4 separate regions of the Mus musculus genome follow, and regions 2, 3 and 4 are each linked to region 1. Evidence: chromatin contacts called from public HiChIP or PLAC-seq and promoter capture Hi-C data. All regions are on one chromosome and are shown on one strand. The core of a region is the stretch at or near the end of the contact, and the rest is flanking DNA. Distances in the headings are between cores, read along the strand shown.

Region 1 (3,165 bases), core at 460-2,959:
GAAGCAGAATTGGAGTTTATTGTTTTCGAGCTGGAGTTTCATGTAGTCACAGAAGCTTCAGAAACACTCTCCAAAACAAGAAAACAAGAAACAAGAAAACGAGAAAACAAGAAAACGTGAGCAAGTGGTGAGGGAGACATTGCCATCCACCTTTGCCCTCCACCACCATATACATGTGCACTCGCAAAGAAGGTTCTAAAGAGCGTACCATAGATTTAAGCACAGACATTTTTTTGTTTTGTTTTTTTGTTTTTTGTTTTTTCGAGACAGGGTTTCTCTGTATAGCCCTGGCTGTCCTGGAACTCACTCTGTAGACCAGGCTGGCCTCGAACTCAGAAATTTGCCTGCCTCTGCCTCCCAAGTGCTGGGATTAAAGGCATGCGCCACCATTCCCGGCGCATAGACATTTCTAATAGACACTTAGCAGAAGGACACTACAAACCCAAATGAACATGGGCTGCTCAAAAGTCATGATTAAATTAAGCATCTGAGCAACTGCACAACAGCCTTACAGGGGATTTTTAACCTTTTGAAGTTACATTCTGAGATTTGCAAATATTCACATATGTTGAAAACCTGGAAGTATTTGGAGTTCCCTTTTAGATTCCTAGTTTTGTTAATAAAAGAATGCCAAAGCTTTTTTTAAAGGGCAATACTATTAATTTGGAATTAAAAACAAACAAAACAAAACAAAAAAAAAAGGTAGCCAAGGGGATGGAGAAGAGGAGGAAAAAGACAAAAGTTACATCTTTAGGCATAAAGGGTCCAATAACACTGCCTTGTTCAGAAATGAAGGTCTACCAGTACTTCCGGGAGGGGGCAGGTATTCAGAAATGAGAAAGCCCATTATCAGCAGAAAGCTTGCTTAGGCTTTTGGCCATCCACTAAAGAAAAACAGAGGCAGGTGTTAGGCTTTTCTGAATTAGAACCCAGAAAACCAAGCAAGCTTACTACTGCCACAGGGCAGAAGGAAGCTCCTTCAAGGAGTGCCATCTTGGGATGTGTAAGTGCTGCGTCGTATTAATGGAATAATTATCCCTCCCACCTCTTTAACACATCTCCAAGTGAATCCTTTTTCCTGGATAGTGAACTCCTGGCCAGCTTAATGGAGACAGTATGTAATGTAGTATGTAATGTTATCGGGATGCCAAGTCTCTACTTGGAGCAGGGATATTACAGGAATTGACCAGAAAGCCTAAGGAGAGGCAGTAGTTAGGTTTTTCTTTCTAGTGTTACCAGGGAAACCAGAGGTGGAATGCAAAGTTAACCAAGCATGAGAGCATCCACCCTCAAAGGTTTCTGGGGCCTATCTAGTTACCTAAGGGAATATGGTTAGGTAAAGGAGTAGACCCAGCAGTTCCCACAAGTTGCCTGGTCTTGCCTATGGGCACGGTAGGACCAGGAAAACAGCATGCAAAACACAAAACGCTCCACAGACCCCCCAGGCCTGGGCCATGACTTAAATTCAGTTTAGCTCCGGGCAGGGAGGCAGGTTACCACCCTAGGGCACCTGGCTGGGTCCCACCATAGACCCGGGCCCTGGCTCCCGTCATCCGGCATCAGCCGCATCGGGGATCAGCCCTCCGGGGATACCGAGCCCACGTGGAGGAGCCTCGGCCGCCTCACGCCGCGCACCAGGAAACAAGGGCCGCGGGAGGCGCGGTCGCGCCAGTGTGACCTCAGCCGGGCCCGGCGCGCTCCCGGCGGCGTGGGACGTGCGCGCGCAGGCGGGCGGCGGGGCACGCGGAGCGATCGGCGGCGGGTAAGCCTGACGGGCGGCGGGCGGCCCCGCTGCTGACCTCGCGTCCGGCGGCTCGGGCCGCGGCGTTCTGCGGCCCGAGCCACCTCGGGACCGGGGAAGAACCTGCGGGGCCGTCCGGCGCACTGCCTCGTCACCCGGAGTTAGGCGAACTCCCGGCAGGCCCCACGCCGCGTGTCTGGCCGTTCACCCATGTTTCTCTAAAATTGAAATCTTTCTCTGTATAGGTGTGAAGAAAAAACAAAACAAAACGATGACAATCCAATGGGCGGCGGTTGCCAGCTTTCTTTATGCTGAAATAGGACTCATTTTACTCTTCTGTCTGCCCTTTATTCCTCCACAGAGGTAGGAAACCGTCAGATCCTTAACAGTACCAAATGTTTGATTAGCTTCTTCAGGCTACGGCGTGCGATGCTCTTTGTAAGGTTAGAAAGTTTTGGGAGGGCCGGCGGGGTGGCTCAGTAGGTAAAGGGCCCTTGCAGCCAAGGGAGAGAATTTCAGTTCGATACCCAGAAACCACCTGGTGGAAGGGGAACCGACTCCACAAAGTTGTCTTCTGACCGCCACACTTCCACCCTGGGACGCCCAGAAACACCCATGCACGCACATAAACACATGATGAATACACATGCATACATACAACAAATGGATAATTAAATAAAAGATGGGAGCCAATTATATAAAAGGTAGTCTTTAAAAATGAAACTCAAATTTGCAATCTGGTAACTATTAAAATTCTACTTTATATAAAGCTTGATTCTGTGTACAAATAGATTTTCACCTCCTTTTTAAAAGAACCTAGGTTTTTTTGGGGGGTGGGTGTCTTGATTACAGGTATAATAAAGCCATGGTTATGCCTTGGACATCTTTCCTGTCTATATATCTATATTCTCTCTCTCCTCTCTCCTTCCTCCCCCTTCATCCTCTTCCCCCACCCCCCACCGCCTCTTCATTTCTCTCCTTCCTCTTCCCCCTCTTCCTCTCTCCCTCCCCTTCCCCTAAACTGCCCTGCATTTGAGCAGAGAAATAAAAGGATGGGTGCAAAACTGTTTACTTGGGACAATAAAATGGACTGGCTCAGGGTCCACGCAGTCTTTCAAAAACTTGAAACTCCTCATCTGCTTGGTTTGCAGCTCTTCTCTGTCCTGGTCTCCACACCATGCCCTTTCCTTCCCTCACAAGAAGCAGTAACTCATACTGTAGGAAGGGATGTACCAAGTTCTTCCCACCAACCATGGGTTCTATAGATCACATGCTTAAGGCCAGAAAGGCTCTGTTCCATAACCTAAGTCACCTAACTGGTCAGTGTCAGACTCCAGATGAGATCCTTAGCTTACAGTCACACAATGCTGTCCCTGTTCTTTCTACCTCAGATTTCAAGCAGACATATTTGGTACTACTTATGA
Region 2 (3,343 bases), core at 670-3,169, 270 kb before region 1:
AGAACTTATCAGATCTAAAGAAGGTATTTGAAAAATATACAAGATCTCACTTAACATTTCCTCTTTTTTTGTTGTTGTTTTTTGGGTTTTTTTTTTGATACAGGGTTTCACTGTGTAGCCTTGGCTGTCCTGGAACTCACTCTATAGACCAGGCTGGCCTCAAACTCAGAAATCCACCTGCCTTTGCCTCCTGAGTGCTGGGATTAAAGGCGTACACCACCACACCCGGCTGACATTTTCTTGCAATTGTGGACATGCAGTGATTCTCCACTGCAAAAAAAGCAAAATTCAGGCTGTGCCACTGGTACTGAAAAAGTAATTCTGTTGACTAGAAATGGGCAAGGTAAGGCGCACACATGGTCCCTGTCAACAATCCTGGCTCCCTACACGGCTATGACAATGGCTTGATGATGTGAGAGAGCACAGCCTTCATCGGGAGGGCATACTACTGCCTAGTTTTCAAGACTGAGCCAGTTTTCAGAAACACATTTGGTCAGTGTGTGTAAAAGCCTTCCATGCAGCATGCTGGACTCACAGCATTGTTATACATGTTTACTATTAAGATCTTTCCAGCCTATAGGGTTGGCCACATTTTTAGTGTGAATATTTTCTATGGGTTATTATGTGAAAAATCTGGAAATCTACAGAATAAATAGCCATATGAGCACCACCGGTGACCTTATATTTTAGCATCTACTACTGAAGTCATTAAGCTGTGTGATGTTTTCAGAACCAAGTGTTTCATAGTGGAAAGATCAACTTCATTAAGTTGATATATTTTAGATTATGCATATGAACTAGCTCACTATCCCTCCTTTTGAGCTGGTCTGCAGGAAGCTCAACCCAAGACCTGGTGGTCAGCTGCATCTGCCTGAGCTCCCTCACCCATTCCCCAATCTCACCACTGAGCTGTTTTAGTCAATAGCTGTGTATGTTTATATTATATTCTATACTTTTCAAACTAGATTGAATTGAAAATGTACATGAACAGCTGGGCCTAGTGGTGCATACTTTTAATCCCAGCACTCTGGAGGCAGAGGGAGGTAGACAGAGATCCTGAGTTATAGGCTAGCCTGATCTACAAAGTGAATTCTAGGACAGCCAGGGCTCTGTTACACAGAGAAACCTTGCCACCCACCCCGCCACCCCCGAAAAAAACAAAACCAGAAAAGAACAAAAATGTACATGAATAAAATTTTCAGAAAAAAAAAACCCATGCCTGTATTAGAATGCATTTCCTAGTGTTTCTGCTTAATATGCTTCTGCAAGAATAGGAAGTTAGAAAGCACACATCAGCTCAACCTGTGAATTAAAATTCAACAGAGAAAAACATACATTTCCACTATGGTATTAGCTACCGTATATAATGCTAGATGGTTCTCTGATTTAAACAATAACTTCTAAGATGATCCATCTCATAGTGGAATTGTTAGAATATAAAATGAATGTTGACAATGTTGTAAAGCTTAACCCAAATAGGAGGAAAGGACTGACCTGCTAGTAAGATGATTCGCTTACAATAATAAAGAGTAAGGTCTCACCTAAATGACCTCAGCATCCGATAGGACTTTCCCAGATCCGACACTCGCCTGCAAAGGGGGCCCACAGCCAACTCCATCTAAAACATGAAAAGACAGTCCATAGCTTTATATGTCTGACTCTGAAGGCTGGACCTGTCACATGATCTGTATTTGTCAGTTTTTCCTGAAATGAACAATGAAGAGAAGAGTGAGTTATCTGGGCTCATAGCTTCTGAGGTTCAGTCCATCATGAAGGCACGGAGGGGCAGAACAGCTCATCAGGTGGTGGCCAGCAAACAGAGAATGCCGGTGCTGCTGGCATGCTTCCTTCCCTCTCAGCTCCAGCCCAGCTGAGGATGGCTGGACCTAGCTCAGGGCAGGCTCCTCCCTCAGGAAACCCTCTCTAGAAACCCTCCTGTGCTTTACTGAGCTCCTAGGACATTTGCAAGCCAATCAACTCACAGATTAGCCATGACTTTACCTCAATCCAGAGAAGTTGTGATCTTTATAAACTTAATGTTAACTGCTATGAAACAAGTTCAGGAAGCCACTTACGTTTATTAAAAGGTAAAGACTTTAATGACGTTTACATTTCTTACTAAAGAGGCCCAAGATGAGATATTTTGATGTTGCTAAGTAAGAGAAGTAGTTCAAATTCTGTCTGTGATGGTTTGAATATGGTTGGCCCAGGGAGTGGCACTATTAAAACCTGTGATCGCCGGGCGTGGTGGCGCACACCTTTAATCCCAGCACTTGGGAGGCAGAGGCAGGCGGATTTCTGAGTTCGAGGCCAGCCTGGTCTACAAAGTGAGTTCCAGGACAGCCAGGGCTACACAGAGAAACCCTGTCTCGAAAAAATAAATAAATAAATAAATAAATAAATAAATAAATAAATAAATGGCAGACTCTGAATTGGTCAGTCTAAATTCTTTATAAAAAAAAATAAAAAAAAATAAATAAATAAAACCTGTGATCTTGTTGGAGTAGGTGTGGCCTTGGAGTAGATGTGTCACTGTGGGTGTGTGCTTTAAGACTCTCATCCTAGCTGCCTAGATGCCAGTCTTCCACTAGCCGCCTTCAGATGAAGTTGTAGAACTCTCAGCTCCGCCTGCACCATGCCTGCCTGGATGCTGCCATGCTTCCCACAGTGAAGATAATGACTGAACCTCTGAACCTGTAAGCTAGCTCCAAATATATGTTGTCCTTTATAAGACTTACCTTGGTCATGGTGTCTGTTCACAGCAGTGAAACCCTATCTAAGACACTGTCTTAGTTGAAATATCGAGAAAAAAAGCTTTCTAGACTATGCTCTGTATTCTATATAGGCACTGCAAGTCTCCAAAGTCAGTAGAACCAATGACGATTCTTACCAGTCAGTATGGTCCAAGTGACTATAAAGTTTAGCTCTCAAGATTTCAGTGCCATGTAAGTGGCAGAATTCTAAACTATAGTCACTATAAGGTGACCTAGTCTTAGCTCAGTCGTAAGTCAGGTGGAGATGATAATACGTGCTTGGTATAATTACAGAAGCTACATGTATAGACTCTGCTTGCATGACACAGAAGTACTCAGTGCTAAGCTGGTGCTGACACATGGCTCAGGGGTTAAGGACTCTTGAAGAGGAGCAGGGTTTAGTTCTCAGCACCCACATGGTGGCTCACAACTGCTTGTAACTCCACTGCCAGGGATCTGGTGACCCCTTCTGTGTTCCTTCCGCAGACACGCAGATGGAGCATATATATACATGAAGGCAAATGCTCAAACACATAAAACGAAAACAAAATAGGTCTTTAAAAGTTCTAAAATTATCAGTATTTAATTTT
Region 3 (3,239 bases), core at 352-2,851, 370 kb after region 1:
AATGCATTCTCTAGACTCGTGTCTTACCTGCAGGTGGCTAACAATACAGTAGGGCTCTGGTTTGTGCAGTCCACATGTCGAAGTCACGGAGAGCTTTTGCGCTCGGCCGATGAGAAGGTCGCCAGTGGCAGGGTAGCAGCTGCCTTCTGCGCAGCCATAGCTGAACTCCGGTTCCTGAGCGCACACTCGGGTGCCCCATAGGGCTACAGAAAAGAAAAGCAACAAGGTTAGGAAGAAAGAAAAAAAAAAAAAGCAACCGACAAGCCAGGGCAAAAGAAAACAGCAGGAGGGGCAGACAGAGAGGATTAAAAAGAAAGGAGACTACATAGAAAAAACACGGTGGAGAGATAGGCGCAGAAAAGGCCTGGAAAGCTGGGACAAGGAAAAGACAGAAGGATGAAAGAAAAAAAAAAGACTCAGAATCGTCATTAGGTTTGACTAGCAGTCAGCTGAGCGCAGCACCCAGAAAATACAACTGACTTTTTTGTCTACTCTGATCTACCCCTCTATGAAAGGTGGACAGAGTGATCCGGTCACTTCGAAGTGCCTGGACCAGGGCGCAGTGAGGTTGACCCTGCCAAGCGCTGCACACCCGCTAATGAAAACCCGCGTGCACATGGCAGTGCGCGCATCCTCGGTGTGAGTGTGGTTAGTCTGGGGGCGGGGGGGGGGCACAAAAATATGTCCGCGTGCACGCGCCAGGGTCACCGGCGATTGCGCCGGGTGAGGCACCGCGTTTGCCACAGAAGCCCTGAGCTAGAGACGACTGGTGTGTCTCTGTAGTGGCTTCAACGCTTCGCCATTCCAGCAAAGCACCCGGCCCAACTGTTCATGGTGCCACCCCGAGACAAACAAGGATGGTTAATTAAAGCCACATGGCTCCAATCTGTTCCCAAGTCGAAGCCTGCTCTGGGCCCCGACACTTTTGTGCGTAATTGGTTTTTCCAGGACCCTCCGCAGTCTGCCCAGCCACAGCAGGGAGCCTGCCTTCCGCAGTGGGGAAACAGCGTTTAACTGGTAAAAGGTGCAAAGCCCTGGAGCGATCACCTCGGAAACCTGCAGGAGCGCGAGCTCTGTGCGCAGAACCCAGTGGATGCGGGTCCGCGGAGCTCCGCGTGCGCGGTCCCTGGCCACCACCGAAGCGAGAGCGGTGGCGATCTCACGGCGTCATTTCCAACCACTCTCTCTCCCCCGATCCCCCAAAACTGCCTTCAAAGCGGGGGCAAACCGGTTTGGGGGTTTTCTTCCCTAATGCCGGAGCACACCCCTCCCCCCAACCCTTACTGAGTTACCTAGGACACCAAAGGCGAACACCTGGAGCAGCCCCATGTCCAGTCCTCGCAGACGAGGGGACGCGGCACGGGAAGGAGGACGCAGCAGGCAAGCTGCCTGTCTTTTCTTCGGGTCTTCCTTTCTGGAGAGGTAGCGGGGAGAAAAGGCAAATGTTGGGAGAGAGGAGAGGGGCCCTTCCATTTCCTGCCGCTCCCACGGAAGCGGGGGCTGGGCCCAGGAAGGGGGTCAAGTCGCTTAACTACTTTGTTCTCCTCACCCGGCTGGGCGAGCGCTCAACCCGCTCCTGGCAGCCCACCGGCCCAAAGAAGGGAATTAGAAAGTTTCGCCTAGGGAGGAACCGAGGGAGGCGTCTCTGCTCATGCGCACATGGAGAGCGGGGGCGGAGGGGGCGGAGGACAGCAAGTTGGCTAGGGGTGGGGGTTGAGGTCCAGGTCCCACCTCCCCAGGCGCCTCTTTTGTTTTAAGGCAGCGTCTGCTGAAGCTGTAGGGCATTGGTACTTGAGTTCCCAGCGTGGGCTGGCGGGTCCGTTTCTGGGCGCGCTTCCCAAGTGGAGCAAGCTGGGGAGGGATGCGTCGGGGCTGGTCCCGGAGGTAGGTGTGTAGATCGGCCGGCAAAGGGGGCCGGTAGGACCTACCGCGGACTTATACATTTACGTTTATAAGAAGTGAGTCACGAAATGTGCCCAAGGCTAGGAACTCTGGCAACTAGCGCTAGAGGGAGGTGAGCTAGGTTAAGCCCTTAGAAAAAGGGTCAACCTGTCTGGCTCTTAGGAACTTGAGCTCCTATAAGCATCCTTACACCACGACTCAGGATCAAAGAGCTAGAGCTTTGCGTGGGTGGGTGCTACATGTGTGGTGTCTTCCTATTTCATAGGAAGGACACCAGTGGCTGCACATTCTTTGCGCACGAATTTATTCGGGACGTACCTATAATCTCTGGTACCCAGGGGGTTATAGCTCTGAATTCTCTTCTGTTAAAATATACACAAAATAACCTGTGTTACCTGATCCCGGGTAATTTCTTGAATTCCTTTTCCCACTTCACGGTGGAAGGGTTGACACAGCCAGGAAGTTGGAGATTTTTGATGAGACACCCTTCTCCACACTACAAACAGAATCCTGCAACCACCTTAAGCACGCAGGGAGGGGAAATGGGGGGGTGCTCTAAGGAAGCCTCTCATAGCGCTTCAAGGTTAAGTGGGGGTAAACAGAAGGTCTCTGTCACTGGGGAAACCTTAGAAAGGAAAAAGAGCTTGGGGACCACAGACCCCAAACCTTTGTAAGAGCCCAACTTGTCTGCCTTAAGTGTTCCTTAGTCTGACCCTGGAATGAGGGAGCTTAAGTCAGCTGTTAGACTAGTCAGGTGTGATTGCTTTCCAGCCATCACAAGGAGAAGGGATTAAGCGGCTGATTGGTCAGTTTTTAACTCAGCTGAAACGAAATTGGGCCTAGGGAAGTTTATAATCATTAGACCATAGAGTTCGCTGTTCTTGGAGTTTAGAAACCTGTGTTAATTATTCTCCAAATCAGCCCTTGCCCCGATGCAGTTTCTCCAGTATTTGGCCCCGCAGATGCTTGGGATTCCCAACGGCTGGCTGCACAGCCTGCAGGGATTGAGAGTACCCTACAGTCGAAAGGGTTTCATTCTGCAATGGGTGTCTAATAATATAATGCCAACCTATGCTCCTTGCTCAACCTTTAGGGCCATGAACTAAAGTTTTATATTGGTTTACATCTACCCAAGTTGCAGGTGACATTCAACTCCTCTTTTCTTCCTTCCTTCCTTCCTTCCTTTCTTTAACACTTTGGTGGTTTTTTTTTTTTAAAGATTTATTTATTTTATGTATATGAGTGCATTGTTGCTATCTTCAGGCACACCAGAAGAGGGCATTGGATCCCATTACAGATGGTTGTGAGCCACCATGTGGTTGTTGGGAATTGAACTC
Region 4 (3,549 bases), core at 397-2,896, 430 kb before region 1:
CTTAGGAATGGTAAAGTTGTTCTGTGGAAGAGCACATGGGCTGGGAGGTACCATTACTCACTTTCAGAAAATAAAATGTATGTGGTCAGAAGTTGTAGCCAAAAGAAAAGATGAGTGTTTGCTGCCGGAAGGAGGCTCCTTTCTCTTCCCCACTTTCCTGTTAGCTGACTTAGAGGAAATGACTGGAGGTGGAGGAGCCACAAAGCCAGAATTACACAGCAATGAGCTTGAATGAGCGAGGATTCTTGATCGACATTGAGGACCGCAACGATAAAATCCCATCTTAACTAGTATTCTTTGCATTTTCTGCTGAGCAGTAGGGAGAAACATGATAGAAATACATCTTAGATTATTGGATCTGCAAAACATTTCGGTAGAGAACTTGACTAATACTGTGTTCCATATGGCCTCATGTGAAGACCACATTTTTCTGAGTTTATTTCTTATACACCACACAATTACAATTTAGAAGTATGTTATTTTAAAAAAAACACACACCAGTATTATTATTATGAGGTTAAGAAACTGAACTTGAGAAATGAATTCCCTTATGAAAAAAAAAGATAAATAAACATTGTAAACAAATGGGTAAGAAGCAATTTTTAAAAAATAAAACGAAATGATATTTTTGATTTCTAGGTTTTGGGTTTCGTGAGTCACATATTTTCCTTATGTGTGGGCAGAAAGGTAAGTGAGAACAACTAAGGAAATAAAATAAAACTCAATAAATAAATAAAACTTAAGAATAAAATAAAACTCAAGTGAGTTTGCACTTGGACTGCTTTACAATGAAATGGGCATCGTAGAAAATAAAGTATGCATATTTATACAGCGTTTAATTTGGCAAAAGATAAATTTTTCTGTTTCAAAATTCTCAGAATAGGCTCGTTTTAAAGACAAGGGTTTTCTTTAAAAAGCACAAATGTGTAGTTCTCTTTTCCTTTTTATTGCTATATTCAAATTTTGGAGATTTAATTGAAGTGACGCAAAGTGTCAGGAAAGGTTTTAAAAATAAGCAACAAGAGGCTAATCAGGTAACACACCCTTAGTTGTCTGTCCAGCTGCCCTGACTACCCTGTATCCTGTCTTGAAGGATCAACTAACTTTGTTAAGTGCTACACAATAAATGCGGCCTTTGTCTCAGTAACCAGTAGGAAATGTACTAAGCAGAGTGTGGCAGAGCATCTGTAAGGCAAACCATCACAGCCACGAGGCTAAAAGGCGGAATTAAAGAAAATTTTGTGACAGACAAGTGGCAGCATCTCTTTTATCCAGAAGAGAACCAGTAGGGCTGTGCGACTAACAAAAGACACCACGCACGTTTCTCTTGGGGTTGGATTCTAGGAAAAGGAAAAGCCACCAAGGTGGAGGCTGAAGTTTCAGCAGGAATTGCGCCGCACCAACTCTGCGTGGGACAGGGAGAAAGGTGCGTGGGATTCGCTCAGGGAGCTCAGGTGGAGCGCGCGGCCTCAGCCCCACGCCCCAGGCTCAGGCTGCCTCCACCCTGGGGCCACTTGAGAGGCGGCAGTGCTCCCGCCCGCCGGGTTGCCATGGTTTCCGGGGATCACGTGGGCGCGCGGGCGGAGGCGGGGCGCCGGGCGGGGGGCGGCGCAGCGGCGGCGGGAGCAGGAGCGGGAGGAGCTGGAGATGCTGCCAACCCTCCCCGGGCTGTGCTCGCTCTGCTGCTGCCGCCGCACGGAGCAGCCTCGCCGGGGGCCCAGTGCGCCGCGCTCGCAGCCGGTAGCGCCCGGGGCGCTCGCTCGGGAGCCGCGCAGCCCGAGACCGGACCGCGGATAGGGGGCGAGGGCGGCGTCCAGGCGCCTCGGCGTGCACGGGCAGGATGAGCATCGAGATCCCCGCGGGGCTCACGGAGCTGCTGCAGGGCTTCACGGTGGAGGTGCTGAGGCACCAGCCCGCCGACCTGCTGGAGTTCGCGCTGCAGCACTTCACGCGGCTGCAGCAGGAGAACGAGCGCAAGGGCGCCGCGCGCTTCGGCCATGAGGGCAGGACCTGGGGGGACGCGGGCGCAGCCGCCGGGGGCGGCATCCCCAGTAAGGGTGTCAACTTCGCCGAGGAGCCCATGCGCTCCGACTCCGAGAACGGCGAGGAGGAGGAGGCCGCGGAAGCAGGGGCGTTCAACGGTGAGGACCGGCCCCCTCGCGCCCTGAGCCCCGGCCGCCGCGTCCGCCTCACTCTCGAACCCCGCCTCGCTCTTGAACCCCGGGCTGAGCTCCCCACCTTCCCCGTGCTCTCCACCTTCCCATTACGCCCACCCCCTCAGCACCCATTTCGGTCGCTCCCACTCGCCCACCTTCCTACTCAGCTCTCTTGTCATGCCCTCCCTTTCTCTGGAGGTGGGGAAAGGAGAGGTTGCGCTCCCGCTGCCCCTCTGTCACCTCTCTTTCCGGGGCGATTTAGGGTGGGCATCTTGCTGGATCGTTAACTTTCCCGTGGTTGGAGATGTCTCAGGCTCCGGGAGTACCATTGTGCATGAAGGGCGCTTGGCGGCCTCTTTTCAGCCCTTTAGATTTATTAATGGAGTGTTCTGGGAGAAAGGGCGAAGCATGTAGGACTCAGTGAGAAGAGTGTGAAATCGGACTCGCTGAGGTAAAACAAATTAACGATAATAGCTGTGACATTCTTGGAATACGAATAATTTATTTTCCAGTTTTTCCAATACCATGTGGTGGCGATATTTTTGGACATATAACAAAGGAGCATATTTAGCCTGATACCTAGGGGGTCTTTGGCATGAGGAAATAGGCCAATGATTTTCTTTCTTTAAAAAAAAAGATACAAAACATATATTGAATGATTTTGATGTTCTTTTTAAAGTGTGTGGAAAAAAAAATAACACCATGGGAAGTTCTAAGAGCTTTGTCAGTTGTCTTAATGAAAAGCCAGCCAGCATCTAAGGACCACGCCAGACACTGAAGCTAGAGAGAATGAATGGGAGAGAAAGGGATTGTTTTAAATAGCTGCTTTTGGCGAGTCCCACCCCTTATGCTTCCCACCTCTCCCTGACACACCAGACACACATGCGTGTTTACACAATATGACCAAACCCCAGGTTTTGCAGGAGCCCGGGCTGAAATGCCGTGGTGTGCAAATGGACAAGTATTTTCCTTGGTGGTGTGAGGCGAGCATGCATGCAGCTTTTATTTGTTGATGCTGCTGGTGTGGGATTTGTGTGTCCACAATGCCTTTCACACAGTGAAAACACTAAAGGGCCATTCACTTCATTTCCCTTACGCCCTCCTCCCAGGAAGATTTTCATTCCTTTGTAGAATTAATTATATGTTGAATGGGTTATAAAATTAATGCATTCTTAGCTTGTTTAAAACACACAAACCCTGGATGTTAGTGCTCTGTGAATGTGAAAGATTGCTATTTAGATTTTTAATTTGGGACATTTGGGTGCTTTGAGAATAGGGTAATCATAGTTTTAATTGTTCCCACACCAAATCAGATGCTTGTCTCACTAGGAAGGGGAACTAGACAGCATCTTACACAGATGGTATAGAAAGGACAGTGACGTCTAATACTTGT

Evidence for each region. Promoter capture Hi-C pulls out the DNA fragments that hold promoters and counts their contacts. HiChIP or PLAC-seq counts read pairs in DNA pulled down with a chosen protein or histone mark.
Region 2: an H3K27ac HiChIP or PLAC-seq map of embryonic stem cells shows a contact between it and region 1, with 12 read pairs. The contact joins the enhancer-like site here to the promoter of Bcap29 in region 1. A contact is called at or near these places in 8 of 39 promoter capture datasets (3T3-L1-derived adipocytes, the C10 cell line, the HPC-7 cell line and 4 more), 1 of 15 datasets of contacts at CTCF or cohesin (the NIH/3T3 cell line), 2 of 484 Hi-C or Micro-C datasets (cochlea and nephron progenitors), 12 of 115 datasets of contacts at active chromatin or transcription factors (the SCID.adh cell line, VIP interneurons, acute myeloid leukemia and 7 more) and 1 of 9 other capture datasets (adipose tissue).
Region 3: a promoter capture Hi-C map of the C10 cell line shows a contact between it and region 1, with 2.1 times the contacts expected there. The contact joins the promoter of Lamb1 here to the promoter of Bcap29 in region 1. A contact is called at or near these places in 2 of 39 promoter capture datasets (the 3T3-L1 cell line and the C10 cell line) and 1 of 9 other capture datasets (pancreatic islet).
Region 4: a contact with region 1 is called in a promoter capture Hi-C map of hippocampal neurons, with 2.1 times the contacts expected there. The contact joins the promoter of Prkar2b here to the promoter of Bcap29 in region 1. A contact is called at or near these places in 2 of 39 promoter capture datasets (the HPC-7 cell line and hippocampal neurons) and 3 of 484 Hi-C or Micro-C datasets (CD4 T cells, muscle stem cells and uterus).

The regions. Positions count from the first base shown.
Region 1 is chr12:31,633,202-31,636,366 of GRCm38.p6, reverse strand. Bcap29 (B cell receptor associated protein 29) reads left to right here and starts at 1,709. Exons shown (of 8, transcript NM_001164090.1): 1 at 1,709-1,762; 2 at 1,987-2,104. The coding sequence starts at 2,013.
Region 2 is chr12:31,899,172-31,902,514 of GRCm38.p6, reverse strand. Cog5 (component of oligomeric golgi complex 5) reads right to left here. Exons shown (of 23, transcript NM_001163126.1): 19 at 1,542-1,618. Among named protein-coding and RNA genes, the nearest start is that of Hbp1, 49 kb to the left of the region's middle. Within about 2 kb of position 1,919, at least 14 of the 459 cell types and tissues checked have an H3K27ac peak or open chromatin away from gene starts, as enhancers often do. A contact at or near this core is called in the HPC-7 cell line and embryonic stem cells, where this site is marked.
Region 3 is chr12:31,263,655-31,266,893 of GRCm38.p6, reverse strand. It overlaps Lamb1 (laminin B1), which reads right to left and starts at 1,601. Exons shown (of 33, transcript NM_008482.3): 1 at 1,293-1,601; 2 at 28-203. The coding sequence starts at 1,329. Gm32899 (a long non-coding RNA gene) reads left to right here and starts at 1,802. Exons shown (of 2, transcript XR_381427.4): 1 at 1,802-1,884.
Region 4 is chr12:32,059,374-32,062,922 of GRCm38.p6, reverse strand. It overlaps Prkar2b (protein kinase, cAMP dependent regulatory, type II beta), which reads left to right and starts at 1,646. Exons shown (of 11, transcript NM_011158.4): 1 at 1,646-2,141. The coding sequence starts at 1,841. Gm51992 (a long non-coding RNA gene) reads left to right here. Exons shown (of 3, transcript XR_003950224.1): 2 at 1-10; 3 at 640-704.